Linked DNA regions of Hordeum vulgare: region 2 is linked to region 1. Evidence: chromatin contacts called from public Hi-C data. All regions are on one chromosome and are shown on one strand. Each heading gives the region's core, a stretch centred on a gene start, on an enhancer-like site or on the middle of the called end of the contact. The rest is flanking DNA. Distances are from core to core; before and after follow the strand shown. Region 1 holds the start of LOC123442792 (glycine-rich protein 2-like). Region 2 holds the start of LOC123442808 (PHD finger protein ALFIN-LIKE 5).

What was found. A called contact is a pair of places that touch in the nucleus more often than the background predicts.
Region 2: a contact with region 1 is called in a Hi-C map of leaf, with 3 times the contacts expected there. The contact joins the promoter of LOC123442808 here to the promoter of LOC123442792 in region 1. A contact is called at or near these places in 2 of 6 Hi-C or Micro-C datasets (leaf and seedling).

The regions. Positions count from the first base shown.
Region 1 is chr1H:429,438,171-429,442,589 of MorexV3_pseudomolecules_assembly, forward strand. It overlaps LOC123442792 (glycine-rich protein 2-like), which reads left to right and starts at 1,548. Exons shown (of 1, transcript XM_045118936.1): 1 at 1,548-2,586. The coding sequence starts at 1,622. The coding sequence ends at 2,311.
Region 2 is chr1H:429,771,619-429,775,910 of MorexV3_pseudomolecules_assembly, forward strand. LOC123442808 (PHD finger protein ALFIN-LIKE 5) reads right to left here and starts at 2,857. Exons shown (of 5, transcript XM_045118960.1): 1 at 2,543-2,857; 2 at 2,395-2,427; 3 at 399-627. The coding sequence starts at 2,651.

The sequences.
Region 1 (4,419 bases), core at 298-2,797:
TGTTCATGTCAATGTTTTAGCGAAGCTACAAGGTCACACACTATGAAGATGCATAAGAGGAGTCCAAATGTGTTCATGGTACAATCGTAGGGCAATTTTGTGTTTGTTTTCTATTACGTTTCCCAACAAGAAGAAGAGTGTCTCTCGTGCCATCGTGAAAGTGAAAGCAAATTTCCACTTTAGAATCTTAGACAAGACATGGTAAATTCAAATGACAATTTATACTGAATTAATAAACTCGTGCCATGGCAAAGCAAAATGATTGCCATGACATCATTTCTCAAACCTGTGTCATGGCACCAAAATAGTTGCCATAGCAGCATTTTTTGCTGCCGTCTAGCCGGGCACACGCGCTGGCTGGACGACCCTCCGCACAACCGGTTGGACGACCCTCCACACAAACGTCTAGATGACCTTCCGCACAGCTAGCTGGATGCAGCGTTAACGCACGAGGGGGATGCGTCACACGAGCCTCACACACATACACGCATGGGGCCAGTGAAGAACCCGAAAAGGGGCCCACAATTGAGCCGGTGCTGAGACCGCAACGCGACCCCAGCTAGTGCGTGTGGACCAACCCCGCAAGGGTCGAAGACGCCAACACACACGTCCGACCACGCTGTTGCGCTCGAGGCAGCGCGCGACAAGGCCAACATGGACGCGCTCGACGCCGTCCAATGACAGTGGCCCCGGGCGCGATTGGGCGGTCCACTTGTCATGGACCACTCAGTTGGGTCACCCGACTGCAACCCGTGTGGGCAGATCAGACGACTCACATCGTCCCCGAGAGTAGCGGCCCTCGCGCCAAGCAACCACGGGACGCTCGACCATGAGGCTCCTCCGCGAGTGAGACACCCATGATGAAGGATCCACCGCATGGCGATCCTGGTTCACTCTTCTTGAACACACGCTGACTTTAGCAATTGTGCGCCCTCGGTTCATCCGTCATGGACACACGCTGACTCTAACGATCATGCGCCCTCGATCCACCACTCATTAACCTTCTAACCACATCGTCGAGGCACATATGACGACCCGCATCTGCTACAAAAGACTCCGTCCACAAGCCACCCTACCGCGGATGGCTAGGAGGTTCTCTCCGCCCTCGAGCAGCCCAGAAAGACGGATACTCCAACATCATTTATAGGAGTAATTTCTATGAACATCGTTTATCAATAAACCATCGTAGTTTCTCTAAAATAATTGATGCACACGATTTTGTGTCGTGCTACACTCAGAGAAGGACCACCCGGATAATATTTTTTGTTGAGCAAAAGCACCAGTACCTAAAAAATAGAAGTACCAAAAAATATAATAAAAAAACGAAAGTGTCAGAATATTTAAGGTCGTGCCAAGCGGGCCTGTCTCAGCTAAGTGACGAGTTCTCTCAAAAACTTATTTTGAGAAAACAAAAGTTCTCTGAGAGAGTGTTTGGGCCACTGTTGTCTGCGCAGTGGAAACCAATAGGCCCAGTTTAACTGTGTGGTTGGGCCATTGTAGCTACTGCACGAGCCCAACTAACCAGCCTATTTATACCGACACCCCCACATCCTCCCTCCGCATCCACACCGATCTAGGGTTTCCTGCTAGGGTTTTGGTCCTTCGTTTTCGGCGGCGCAAGATGGGGGCGAGGGTCAAGGGAACCGTGAAGTGGTTCAACGTCACCAAGGGGTTCGGCTTCATCTCCCCGGAGGACGGCAGCGAGGACCTCTTCGTCCACCAGTCCGCCATCAAGTCCGACGGCTACCGCAGCCTCAACGAGAACGACGTCGTCGAGTTCGATGTCATCACCGGCGACGACGGGCGCACCAAGGCCTCCGACGTCACCGCACCAGGAGGAGGCGCTCTCTCCGGCGGCTCCCGCCCTAGCGATGGCGGTGGTGGCCGCGGCGGCTACGGAGGCGGCGGCGGCGGCTACGGCGGTGGCGGTGGCGGCTACGGCGGAGGTGGCGGCGGCTACGGAGGCGGTGGCGGCGGCTACGGTGGAGGTGGTTATGGAGGCGGCGGTGGCGGCGGCCGTGGGTGCTACAAGTGCGGCGAGGAGGGCCACATCTCCAGGGACTGCCCCCAGGGCGGCGGCGGTGGCTACGGAGGAGGTGGCGGCGGCGGCCGCGAGTGCTACAAGTGCGGCGAGGAGGGCCACATCTCCAGGGACTGCCCCCAGGGCGGCGGCGGTGGCGGCGGCTACGGTGGGGGCGGCTACGGCGGCGGTGGCGGCCGTGGTGGTGGCGGCGGCGGCGGCGGTGGCGGCTGCTTCTCCTGCGGCGAGTCTGGCCACTTCTCCCGCGAGTGCCCCAACAAGGCCCACTAAGCGGCGCAGCCCGTCAGATCTGAGTGCCCCCTTCCCCTTCGCTCCTTTTCCTATCTCCTGATCCTGCATCAAGTCATACCTATACCCATCAGTACTAGTATTAGTCGCCGTAGCGTTTCCCCGTGCTGCTCCATGCGAGCTTGGATCCAGAAGAATTGCTGGTGGTTTGTCCGTTAAAGATCCAAGTTATTTTGTTGTGTCTCTGTGATGAGGACACAGATCTATCTCTTATGTATTGGATGAACTAAGTTATCGAAGTCAAGTTTGGTGTCTAAGATTGATCTCTGATCTCGCGTTACTATTGTTTTATCTTATATATCTTCCTGCTTGCAAGGTTTAGTTTGGATATTTTGTTCAGGTTAGTCGTGGGCTATTTTTGGGATTCTTGTTCTCCCATTTCTGTGGTTTCAGTGGTGGTTTTGATAGGGCAATTACATGATTGATCCGTAATGTTGAAACTACTCGCACAGGTTGATGTTTCCAAATCTTAGCAGTATACTTTGTGCATCTGTCGTCGACCTGAACTGCTTGTCTGACTGCTGTTTGTTGCTTCATCAAACGCCACTTGCTTTAATCCTGGCTTGCAAAATGTGCCTAGCTTAATCTTTTTTGCATCTGTTTCATTACGCCTGCATTCCATGATTAGCGTAATGCGAATTCCATCATTCCATCATAGCCTAGTGGCACGTTAGCTTGCTGATGAATGGGCTGTAACTGTGTTGCGTTAGACTTTGGATGCCAAGAATCACAGCCTAAATTTTGGATCTCCTTCCAGCATATGTCAGTAAACACATGAACTACCATTGAATAAATCTTTGGTAGCTTAGGAAGACTTGCTATCTGCAGCTTTTTAGCATTTTTCAAGCCCCTCCCACCTGAAACCAAGATTCTATGTAGTACACCCTTTCGACCTTTGCCGGCAGGTATCCGGCCACTCCAGTCGTACTTGCTAGTCTTTTTTGTCATTAAAATGGCGGTCTGTGGTGTAATCTGATCGGGGACGAGGCTTGGTCTGTGGTGTAATCTGATCGTCAAGCCCTGTTCGTGGCCGCCATAGGTGTTGCAGTCCAGTCCTCGTCCTCTTCGATGACGGCAAACAACTTTGGTCTGCCGGTAACATCCCAAGCCGATGAGCTCACTGTAAGTCTTTGTTTGATAGAAGTGGATTGGGGAGGTTTGGAAAGGAGGGGATTTGGTGAATCACTTCCTTTCACCCAATCCTTTCAAATCCTCGATTTGCTTCCACCCCTTTGTGGAGGAGGGTTTTGAAACACATGGAAGGGATTCGGCTAAGCAAACCTGTCTTACCAAATGGGCGTCCGAGGTTCTGTGGGGTTTCTGGTCTTCGTGGAGATTTTCCTCTCGAAACCTCATGAATCCCCTCGTGTCAAAAGAGCTTGATTTAGTCCCCTCTATGGCTCTATCCAGTTTCCTCCTGCCTTCGCTTCGTTTGTGGATGGTGGAGTGGCCGACAGAATAAGGGCGATGCTGTAGGAATGGAGGTTGCCATATCCGTTTCTTTCATGCTCACTTTGTTTCCGTTGAGCTCCAACAAATTCCTTGTATAATTTGGTCATCTTTATCCCGTTTCTCCGATGTTGTTGGTCTATGTTTTCTCTCCAATCTACACGTTGTGGTTTCTGCTGGTTAGTATGAACTGAAGACTGCCTCGAACTCCTTCCTACACACTAGAGACAACGATTTACAGAGGTTCGCCCCTTCCCGAAGAGGTAAAACCCTACTATTGCTATGTGTCTGCATTGCACTGTGTGTTGGCCAGAGATCCGGACGGAGGTAACTCGGCGGTAGACTTGAGAGATCAAAGTGAGGAACCATAGCCCTTTGGACCTCAATGGTTGGGATAAAATTAATCTAGGATTTGGTCGCCCTGTGAAATTGGCTTATTATGTACTTCCGTTCCTAAATATATATTTTTTAGAGGTTTCACTAAAAATATACATACGGATGTATATAGACATATTTTAGAGTATACATTCATTTATTTTATTTCGTATGTAGTTCACTAGTGAAATCTTTAAAAAAACTTATATTTAGAAATGGAGGAAGTATTGTACTGGCTAAATTCTGGTTACATGACTCATGTGGGT
Region 2 (4,292 bases), core at 1,607-4,106, 330 kb after region 1:
CAATTCTGAAGGAGAAGGACGCATTCTATTTGGGACCATTATCAGCATCTGGGCATGCAATCAATTCCTTTTTTCAGTATGACAAAACAAGCACATGGAAGAAATGATTAAACCAAGATCTCTAATCAAGGTTTTTTGAGGAGAGACAAGAGAGGGCGTCTAAACAAAGTAAGAAAGAATTAATAAAGAAGAATCACAATAGCTTAAGATGACAAATCAAAAGCTAGCAACGAGGAATTTGTTTAGCGACTGTTGCATAGCCCTTGATCAGGAGACGTTGAACTAACCAAACTGTAGATGAATCCATTAAAAAAATTGGCAAATGGAAAATGGAGGACATGAGCTTAGGATGCATATATGCTTGTTTAAGGAAACGGAAAGTTTTATGCAATCATTACCTTGCCTCTTTGTCAAATCCAAACCGTGCCGCGAAGTAGAATGAAACAGCCAACAACCAGGAATCACTGTGAACAGCAACTAGTGCTAACCAATCCTTCTCGTTCATGCCATCCCTAGCAAAGTTGATTCCAAGTGCTGGTTCAGGAATCTCTGGGGGGACTTCCTCAGCTGGCAACGTCACTTCCCATGTTTCATTAGGGTACCCATAAAGGCACAAGTTCTCCTTTTCTGTATACAAATTAACATAATTAGAAGATACACAGGAATTTTGTCTGAATACAACTTGCAAAATTTGCTCAGTTTAAGCCAAGGATCAATAAGAGTATAAGACTCTTATGCAAGCTAGAAAGAGAAGAACACACTATTAGAGAACACAAATGAAGCAGCCTCACACTTCTAACCCCACCCCAAGGCGCAATGGCACCTAAAAACTTCCTAATTTCACGAAAACATATGAGCTAACGATAACATACAGACTGTGAGCACATGAACCTTTACTGTATTTATTATGGAGGAAAAAGCTGTGTAACGAGCAAACCGACAAAGAGACAGTACACCATACAGACATCACAAATTTAGAAATTCCAAGCAGTTTTTTTATTCAAATTCTTCCGCCCTGCAATGATGGCTACCATCAAATTTCTCGAAGAGCTAACAACAACGAAACAAAAATAAAAAAAACATCACAAATTTGAAGATTCCAAGCAACAAAAGAACTTAATAAATCGTATTTGATATAGGCTATTAACCAATGAACCTGGACTGCATTTATGGAGGAAACAAGCCACGAAATGAGCAAACCAACAACGAGGCAATACACCACACAGGCATCACTAATTTCAGAAATTTACAACACTTTTTTGTTCAAATTCCTCCGCCCTGTAATGATGGCTACCATCAAATTTCTCGAAGAGCTAACAATAACCAGGCAAAAATAAAATAAGAGTATCACAAATTGGAGGGTTCCAAGCAACATAAGAACTTAATAAACCATATTTGATACAGGCTATTAACCAATGAACCTAGACTGCATTTATGGGAGAAAACAAGCCGCGATACGAGCAAACCGACAACGAGGCAATACACCACACGGGCATTATTAATTTCAGAAATTCCCAGCACCATTTTTTTTTTTCAAATTCCTCCACCCTTCAATGATGGCTGCCATCAAATTTTCAAAACCCATCAACCAAGAAAAAATCACAAAGTATCACATTCCAAGCAACATAAGAACTTGATAAACCATGTTTGATACAGGCTATGAACCCATGAAACTAGACTGCATTTATGGAGGAAAAAGGCGCGAAACGAGCAACCCGACAAAGAGATAAGGGCATCTACAATGGTAAGCGCTTATCCAGGCGCTTAAAAAATAAAAAATATTTTCAGGAAATTTGAAAGGCTCGTAAGCGTTATCTCTTCCAACGGCAAGGCGCTAACTACTGACGCTTACGGCTCAGAAACAGCGATTCTTGCCTCAACTTGTGCAGAGAAAAGTGCGAAGCACTCGCTGCTATACTTTGCGTCGATGCCAACCGGGACGCTGGGAATCGATGATGCAACCGTTGATCGGTCGGGAAACTTTTCCTAGCACCCTCCTCAAGCTCCGGATATATACATCACTAATTCAGAACTTCGCGACTTTTTTCCAAATTCCTCCACCCTGCAACTCTGGCTACCGTCAAATTCTGGAGAGCTAACGACCAAGCAAAAAAAAAACGAAGTATCACAAATTCAAAGGTTCCAAGCACCAGATAAGAAACTAATAAACCATATCTCCCTCCAGTCTACGCTTCCAATCCCACGCAACGCCTCAGTTCATCACCGCATTGACGAAAGCGGCTGAACCACCACCGTCGCAGTGCTCCAGGAGCGCATAATTCAGCAAGTTTAGCCTCGGAATTCGCAGCGGGGCAACCAAACGACCCAGCCCTAGCGGCGGCGGTAGCTCCGGCGGCGCCAAACCCTAGACCGGGAGAGATCGAGCGGACTCACCGGGGTCGCAGAGCTGGTAGAACTTGTCCACTTCTGCAAAAAAAGCCACCAACCAAGCAAACAAAAAGGGGCACGTCAGCGACACGGGAGAGGGGCCGGCGGGCAAATCCGGCAGCGAGCAGGAGCGGAGGGAGAGGGGAGCGGATACCTTGGGTGAGGGCCTTGATCATGCCGGCGCGGCGGCCGCGGAAGTCGCGGAAGACCTCCTCCGCCGTGCGGGAGGCGTAGGGCGCGCCGGCGCCGGCGCCGACGTCCATTTAGGGTTCCGGCGAGGGGGCGGCGGCGGCGGCGGCGAGAAGGGTGCTGGGAGGGAGGCGAGAGCACGAGGAGGTGGAGGACACAGAGAGAGGGAGACAGACAAGGAGTGGTGAGGTTTTTATTTTGGGAAGAGGAGATTTGCGTTCGTTTCCGGGAGGATTTGAGCCCCGGCGGTGCCTTTTGGGCTTGCGGCAGCAGCAGCAACAAAGTGGCTCAGGCCACTGCGTGCCCATCATATCTTTAGCCTTTATGGAATCTATCTATCTAAATCTATCGTCACCATGTCTGCTCGTGCTAATTCAGTTTTGCTGGGACATTTTTCCTCTCGGTTTGACTTTTGAATTGCTTCCTGTTTTGCAATGTCTTTGTTGGAAATGGTGTAGATGTTTTTGTTGGAAATGGTGTGGTGGGTTCTGTTTTGCAAAGTTTTCTATAAAAAGCTTGCTTCATTCTTAGTGTTTGTTTATCGTTTGTTTTGCTGTTTTGGTGCCTCGGACTCACCATGAGTTGGCTTTTCGGAGCACGTGTTTATTCTTATTTTTGATGTAGTTGTTGCTTGAAATGTGTTCATTTGATGAAATCCTAGGTCTGCTTCATCGAGAAAATGGTGACGGCGCGACGCCGTTCCTTCCTTTGGAATGGAAGTTGAAGTTTATTTCTATTTTTGATGTAGTTGTTGGTTGAAATGCATTCATTTGATGAAACCCTAGGTCTGCTTCATCGAGCAAATGGTGGCGGCGCGACGTCGTTCCTTCCTGGAGGCGTTGTTTGGGTTGCCGTGGAGATCCTTTGGAATGGAAGTTGGAGTTTATGCCATCGGCTAGTCTCAAGATCAAGGCTTAGGGTAGTGTGTTGCTAGGATGTTAGTTGCTGATGTAGGCACAAGCCTTTGGGGCGTAATATATATGGTCGTCGTCACCTTTTCAACATCATCTTTCCACGGTCCACGTCGAGCCATGTTACCCACTAGACGATTCTTCGTAAGCACAAAGGGTAGAGGGCGTGTTAAGCTAGACTCGCCAAATCTTATACTATGTGTCTTGCCTAGAGACACTTTGTGGGTTCCTGCGTAGATTTACCTAAGTGGAAGTCGTTTCCTCCGATTTTGGACATGTGAAGTCCTAGCAATGGCGGCACGTGAAGTCGTTTCCTACTAGAGACACTATGTGGGTTCCCGCGTAGATTCACCTAAGTGGAGATAGGAGCCGGTGCCATCGACTGGTTTCATAAGTAAGGCTTAGGGCAGTGTATTGCTAGGATGTTAGTTGTTGCATGGACATAGGCATCTCTGGGCGCAATATACGTCGTCTTCGCCACCTTTTGAACATCGTGTTCCTAGGGTCCACACCCAGCCATGCTATCCACTATACGATTCTTTGTAGACGCAAAATGCAGAGGGTGGGTTAAACCTAGACTCACCTAAAGTCATGGTCGTACTTCCGAAGTGTTTGTCTCGATCATGACACAACCTTGGTACTCCATGTTCCGCCTCCTCGTCATTTATGGCTTGCAGACTGGATGTGATCGCTAACCACACGATTAGCATTGTATCTACCGTCTGGCTCTTCTTCTATGAAATTGGTACACCTCTTTGGGGTGTATTCTAGACATGAAAATAGGATTTTCGATATTTATTTAGT